2 separate regions of the Zea mays genome follow, and region 2 is linked to region 1. Evidence: chromatin contacts called from public Hi-C data. All regions are on one chromosome and are shown on one strand. The core of a region is the stretch at or near the end of the contact, and the rest is flanking DNA. Distances in the headings are between cores, read along the strand shown.

Evidence for each region. Hi-C and Micro-C count contacts between places; a contact is called where the count stands out from the background.
Region 2: a contact with region 1 is called in a Hi-C map of tassel, with 4 times the contacts expected there. The contact joins the promoter of LOC100282408 here to the promoter of LOC100274322 in region 1. A contact is called at or near these places in 2 of 25 Hi-C or Micro-C datasets (ear and tassel).

The regions. Positions count from the first base shown.
Region 1 is chr8:20,577,426-20,581,058 of Zm-B73-REFERENCE-NAM-5.0, forward strand. It overlaps LOC100274322 (UDP-glycosyltransferase 74B1), which reads left to right and starts at 1,778. Exons shown (of 3, transcript NM_001360567.1): 1 at 1,778-2,528; 2 at 2,721-3,105; 3 at 3,368-3,633. The coding sequence starts at 1,821.
Region 2 is chr8:21,299,254-21,302,886 of Zm-B73-REFERENCE-NAM-5.0, forward strand. LOC100282408 (serine/threonine-protein kinase Eg2-like) reads left to right here and starts at 1,638. Exons shown (of 9, transcript NM_001155319.2): 1 at 1,638-1,895; 2 at 2,970-3,080. The coding sequence starts at 1,857.

The DNA.
Region 1 (3,633 bases), core at 528-3,027:
AGATGGGATGTAATTTGCCAACCTAATGAGTTAGATGGGTTAGGCATTTTGAATTTAGAGGTACAAAATTAATGTCTCTTAAGAAAATGGTTGAATAAACTTCTCAATGAAGAAAGAATGTGGCAATCCTTTCTGAGAAGAAAATATCTGGTCAATCAAACCTTATCCCAGGCACAACAAAGGGCCACATGTTCACACTTTTGGAGTGGCCTTATGAAAATTAAGGATTTATTCATCAGTAAAGGTACCTTTCAAGCACATGATAGGTCCCAAGTGCGTTTCCAGGAGGATGATTGGTTTGGGTTGGAAGCATTAAAATATTGATTTTCGCTTCTATATAACTTAGCAAGGAGGAAGAACGTAACAGTGTCCTTAAACATATCCTTTCGTAGGGGTTTGGTACACCAGTTGAGAGTCCAGTTGTTTCAACTAGTGACACTGGTGGCACATACTAATTTGGATATTAATAGGGACCCGTTTAGATGGAACTTGACTACTAATGGGTTGTTTACTGTTTAGGAACTCTCAGCAGTGGGGTGGAAGTGGATAACAAGGAACTTTGGAAACTTAAGATACCTTTGAAAATAAAAGTTTTATGTGGTACATCAAAAGAGGTGTAACTTTTACAAAGGATAACTTGGCTATCAGGAATTGGAATGATAATAAGACCTATTGCTTTTGTAGCAGACTGGAGACAATAAAACATCTGTTTTTCAGGTGCTCATATGCGTCTTTCATATGGCGTTTGTTACAGATAAATACGGGGTCGAGACCTCCTCGGGATGCTAATGAATTGTTTGGGGTCTGGGCGAGGGGGCTGCTGGTAAGATCATGCCACTAACTATTAATTGTTGCATTTGCACTTCGTTGGGCTACTTGGTGAAGCAGGAATGATGTGGTTTTCAATAAATGGTCTCCTAAATCTTGTTTGCAGGTAATCTTTAGGACAACTTATTGGTGCCTGCTTCTAGACCTAGCTTTAGCCTAAAAGGGAGGACCAAAAGTTAATAAAAGTCTTCATGTCGTAATGTGGAGATGGTGCTACTACATTTCCACAATTTTCGGATGGAGATCTTTGTTGCGTTTAACTTTGTAGTAGCTTTGATTTAGTATTGGGTGTTTTTGATGAGATCGTGTGATGGGTCAAGACAATATGCTGCCTTCGGTTGTAATAATTGGTCATAACCTCGTTTGAGACCAAGTTCGAACTATGTTTTCGTTATCTAAAAAAAATTAGCATAGACAGATGCAATCTATAATGGCACAACATCACAGATATAAAAAAGATAACATATTTGAGGAGTGACCACAATCAAATCATGACTGCACAAGGCATAGACAGATTCCATTTATTTGGTAACGAGATTAGTAGCATAGAGATTGCAGTTCAAACAATTTAAGTTTTAGAAAAATTTTGCGTCGCTATGTCAGGTGGTCTTTGTGGCAAATCCGAAAGAAAAAGCGGAAGATGACAGGAACCACGCTAGCAATTCCGGAGGTACAAGACAACTAAAAGTCGAAGATGACAGGAACCACGCTAGCAATTCCGAAAAGAAAAGCGTATTTTTGTTGGCTTGGAGCCAGGAAAGAAAGAAAGAAAAGGCTGGACAGACAACTCCATCAACAACCAAAAAAAACGTGCTACGACACCAGTCAATGGTCAACTCCGACTTCGACTTTCCAAGTTCCAACGAACGAGAAAACTTGCGCGCCACGCCGCTGTGCCTCCACCCACAGCAAAGGAACGCCTTATTTATTTACTCCAGGGCCCAGGCTCTGATCACTACGAAGTGCGAACTCAAAGCTGAAGACAACAAACCATGGGGAGCACAAGCACGAGCGCCACCTCGTCTTCCTCCTCCTCTGCTGCCAGCGGCCCCGGGGGCGGCGGCGGCGCACACGTGCTGCTCCTGCCGTACCCTGGCGCGCAGGGCCACACGAACCCGCTGCTCCAGTTTGGCCGCCGCCTCGCCTACCACGGCTTCCGCCCCACGCTCGTCACCTCCCGGTACGTACTCTCCACCACGCCGCCCCCAGGGGAGCCCTTCAGGGTGGCAGCCATTTCCGACGGCTTCGACGGCGGCGGCGCGGCCGCGTGCCCCGACATCGCTGAGTACTATCGCCAGCTCGAGGCCGTGGGTTCGGAGACGCTGGCGGAGCTGATCCGGACGGAGGCCGCCGAGGGCCGGCCCGTGCGCGTGGTGGTTTACGACCCGCACCTGCCGTGGGCGCGCTGGGTGGCGCAGGCGGCCGGGGTGCCGGCGGTGGCGTTCCTGTCGCAGCCGTGCTCCGTTGACGTCATCTACGGGGAGGTGTGGGCGGGGCGGCTGCCGCTGCCCGTGGTGGACGGGAAGGAGCTGTTCGCGCGCGGGCTGCTGGGTGTCGACCTCGGGCCCGACGACGTGCCGCCGTTCGCGGCCAGGCCAGACTGGTGCCCCGTGTTCCTTCGGGCGACGGTGCGGCAGTTCGAGGGGCTGGAGGACGCCGACGACGTGCTCGTCAACTCATTCCGCGACATCGAACCCACGGTGAGAGAGGTTACCGTACCGCGCGTCACCACGGCCGGCACGGCACCTGTTTGCTGTTTTGCTCAAGTGAATTTTCGCTGCTGAAGCAAGCAAGTCCATGATTGCTCTGTTGTTTCCTTTGATTCCACTTCGCCATCACAAGATTGATTTTCTTTTTTTGACACATTTTTGCGTTGCTAATTAACTGAGCAGGAGGCAGATTATATGTCCCTAACATGGCGCGCGAAGACAATAGGCCCAACGTTGCCATCATTTTACCTTGATGATGACCGCTTTCCGTTGAACAAGGCCTACGGATTCAACCTCTTCAGCAGCAGCGACTCATGTCTGCCTTGGCTTGACAAGCAGCGTCCGCGTTCTGTAGTTCTCGTATCCTATGGAACTGTTTCAGATTACGACGAAAATCAGCTAGAAGAGCTTGGCAACGGGCTGTACAGTTCTGGCAAACCATTCATTTGGGTTGTGAGGTCGAATGAAGAACACAAGCTGTCGGATGAGCTTCGCGACAAGTGCAAGGAGCGCGGCCTTGTTGTCTCTTGGTGCCCACAGCTCGAAGTTCTTGCACATAAAGCTACAGGTAATATATGGGAAATGGTTATTCTCTTACTCTTACGGGCTTGTTTGGATGCTATAGTATTCATCTCAGCACATATTGGTTGAGGGGGTTTCGGGTGTAAATTAAACTAATTTACACCTTAATCTACCTTAACTTATATACATTGTACTAAATACTAGAGTATCCAAATATAGCTTATATATATATATATATATATATATGAGGAAAAATGAGACAAACTGGCAAGGAATGTGAAATTTAGTTGCGTATTTCAAACATGCAGGCTGTTTCTTCACGCACTGTGGATGGAACTCGACACTAGAAGCGATTGTTAATGGCGTGCCAATGGTGGCAGTACCACACTGGGCTGACCAGCCGACCATATCGAAATACATGGAGAGCGTGTGGGGCTTGGGTGTCAAGGTGCGCAAGGATGAGAAAGGCTTGGTGACGAGAGACGAGGTGGCGAGGTGCATCAAGGATGTCATGGATGGGGATAGAAAAGATGAGTACAGGATGAATGCCAATGTGTGGATGAAAAAGGCCAAG
Region 2 (3,633 bases), core at 388-2,887, 720 kb after region 1:
GCAGAACGGGTCGGTGGCAGAACCGGTCAACGGCAGAACAGTCAGAGTCAGACTACTATTGCTTACTTAATAAGTAGTAGAGATTTGGGTCATGGTTAACTGCACCATAATTTATCTAGTGATAGTCTATTAAATTAAAGATATGAGATAGAAAAATTAGACAAAATATGATAAGTTATGCAGTGAATCAAACATGCCCCAAGAGCTTCAGGTTTTTCAGCCAAAATATACTCTGTACCGCGCAAATCTTGCTATTCTGATCTCTCAACAAGGAACACTAGCATGCGTTATCTCATGCAGTACTAACAGTACTAACAAGAGTACATGACCAGCATGTATTTTGCCCTTTTTTATTTTAGTATTTTCTAAAAAATATCACGTTTGAAGCCTCGATTTTGAACCATTTACTCGACGTCATAGATAATAATATCGAGGTAACACATCTCGACGACATACCAAGGCAAGACGTGAAATGATATGCCATGATTTTTGTCATCTGTCACACCCTTCTATGACATATTATTCGGCGTCAAGACACGTTACTTCGGCACCGTGGTTTATTGTGCCAAGAAAAGAATCTAAAAACGACATCGAGGGCTAAGCATGATTTTTTTGAGAAAACGGCTAAAATAAAAAAAAAAACCGGGCGTTTTGCTGCACCGCGACAGGCGGTTCTGGATAGAGATTGTACTGCACGGGTGGCCAGAGCTTGCGCGGTTGCCTTGCCACAGCCCCAATGTCCAATGATCTGATCCGTTTCGGTCAGCCGACGTCAGTCTCTTCCTTGTGTTGTGTTGTCCTGTCCCGTGCAGTCGCCTACTCGCCTCTATCAAATACAGACCTGTGGTACGGTTCGTCCCTTTCCCTTCCTCGGAACTACAATACGTCTGCGGAAGCTCCGAAGCAGGCAGCGACAGCCAAGATTCAAACTTGGCCGGGGCAATATCTCACCATGCAGTCGTCTCTTAGATTTGCTCCGATAAATTTGATAATGTATAGTACTTTTAAGGCATGTTTGTGCTAAATGGATTGGGGGATTGAGTGAGTAACATTTTTTTCTTTCAATTTTGAATAATAAGAGATTTTTCAATCTCTTTGTTCCCAAACAAGTTACTAGTGTTGCGATGTTATGTATCGGTAGAGTTGATACATAATAAATTCTATATCAACCTATTCTAAGGTTATCTTTAGTAGATCACGTATATGGCCATGTAAAACATAATTTTGCATTATAGATAGTGTTTTTTGCAGAGTATAATTTAAACAGGAGGTGAGTTTGAGGATGTGATAGGAGAGCTGTTTTAGATAGCATTTTCTGGTTTGCCCGACTAAATTTTAGTATTTTAATTGCAAAAATTAATTAGAGAACTGTACGATAAGACGAACATATTAATCTAGTATATGATTTGCTCAATTGATGTTACATGTTACATTAAATATTTGCTCACTATAGATTAATTAAGTTTAATAATATGTAAGACCTTTTAGTAACTAGTTTTAGTTCTATAATTTGACTATATTTAGTTTTCAAAATAAACATTCAAATAACTAAATATTCTCTCGTGGTTTAGTTCTATAATTCCAACCAAACAAACAGGTCTAATAGTCATATATGCATGTAGACAAGACCTGGAGTGGACTTTCTTCTTTTTTTTTTCAAGCTAAACCACGAGCGGGCGCGGGGCGACTGGGCGAGGCGAGCTGCCAAGGATTCGACCGTTGCGTTCTCCGCCCAAATCTTAGAAATCCCAATCCCAGATCGTCCTCCAATTTCAAACTTCTCGACTCGCCCCTCCCCGTCCGGCCGTCCCACCCACGCTTCCTCCCCCTCCGCGCCGCTCCTACAGGCTCTAACCATGGCGGTCGCCACCGAGTCGCGCGGCAGCGAGGACAGGGTATACTACTGTTCCCTATCCCCTCTCTCCCCTAGTCGGATCCGCCCTCGGATGGTGTTGGGGGGCCTCCGTGCGTAGCCATGGATTTGCCGGGTTAATAGAGCGATTGGTGTGCTTGATTGTAGTTGTTCCTTGGTCAAATTGGTCGAATCTGGGGGTGTGGGGGGTGTTCTCCGTCTCTGCCCCCACCCGTATCCCCCGTGTGTGGCTGCTGTAGCTCGTCTACTCGTGGACGCGATAGGGTCAAACATACGTTTCTTATTTTCTTGCGTGACATTAATATATCGTTGCTTTGTCTGGGACTCCTGTACTTCACTAGAGCTTCACCATGGAGTTTGTAGTGTTTGGTTTACAAGGTAACTTCCGCGTTCGAGCCCCACCGTGACGATGAGGTTTGGGATGAACTTGGGCGGGGAAACGAGCAAAAGAAAACAGAATAGAACAAACGAACCGGTACGTTGTGTAGTCATGTAATTAGTGGCATGGTGGCTAATTTGGTACCAATACAAAGGACGGCGGAAACATGAATTCGTGAACCCCTCTTTTGCTGCTCCACCAAATTGGAGTTGAGGTAAACTCCATGTTTTTTTCCAGGAGCGGAACGGGGTGGAGTTGGGAGTGTTTGACCACTAATTTATGCAGCCGATCAGTCCCAAACAACTCCTTAGTAAACGAGGCTTCATGACTGGTTAAGCTTCTAATGATGGTTTCTCAGGGTACTGCGTTAATGCTTGTGAGTTTGGTACCTTGGCTGCAGTCCATTTTCTCAATATCGTTTTGTGGAGTGATGATTAGGGTAAGACCTCTATGCGTGAAAAACCATGTGCGTCCCATTTTGGGTGGTTATACATTGTGTCTGGAGTGTAGTATGGGATTTATGAGATCATTTCCTTGGGATTTTAACTCTTCATTTTGTTCCTGGTCTGGTTGTCCCTGAACTCCGCTGCATTTGAATTATTTTCTTGTGTTCATGGTTGATTAAGCTTCTAATGGTAGAGGGTACTGTGGTAGTGCTTGCGAGCTTGGCTGCAGTGTAATGGAAATATAACAATGCATTTTGTTTTCACTTTGCAGGCTTCAGCCCATGCGAACCAGGAGAAGCGGTGGGTGCTGTCTGATTTCGAGGTTGGGAAACCTCTTGGGAGGGGCAAGTTTGGCCATGTTTATCTTGCCAGAGAAAAAAGGGTAAATAACATGTTTAAGCTTACTTGTGCTGATTATTTTTGGTCTCTAACTTTACTGAATGTCTGAATGATGTGCTGTACCGTGATTGCTTGGAGTTCACTACTTCAGTGACTTACAATGTCCGTATCTACAAACTGAACTTTTCATATTATGGTGTACTCAGCAAGTATACTACTGTAATTAATGTTAACTAGGTGAGTGCCCGTGCGTTGCAACGGAACATATAATACCACGATAAATTATATACAAAATGTGTGTTATAGTGTTATGAGAAAATGTTTCATAATCCATTTGTGATTCATAATCCATTTGTGATCTTAGCTATACATAAATTTTGTTATTTTAATCTAGCTGTTTCACCACTACATTACAACTATCAGTACCATGCAGACTTTAATATATGCCACAGTTTACATGGTCTCATCGTTAGAGAGCACGTCCCACACCTACCGGAAGAAGTTCCCTCGTACATCGTCGGTCATCAGTCACGCAACACCATACATGCTTGCTTAAACAAAAAGTCAAGTGTGTGTGTTTGCGAAGAGAATTAAAA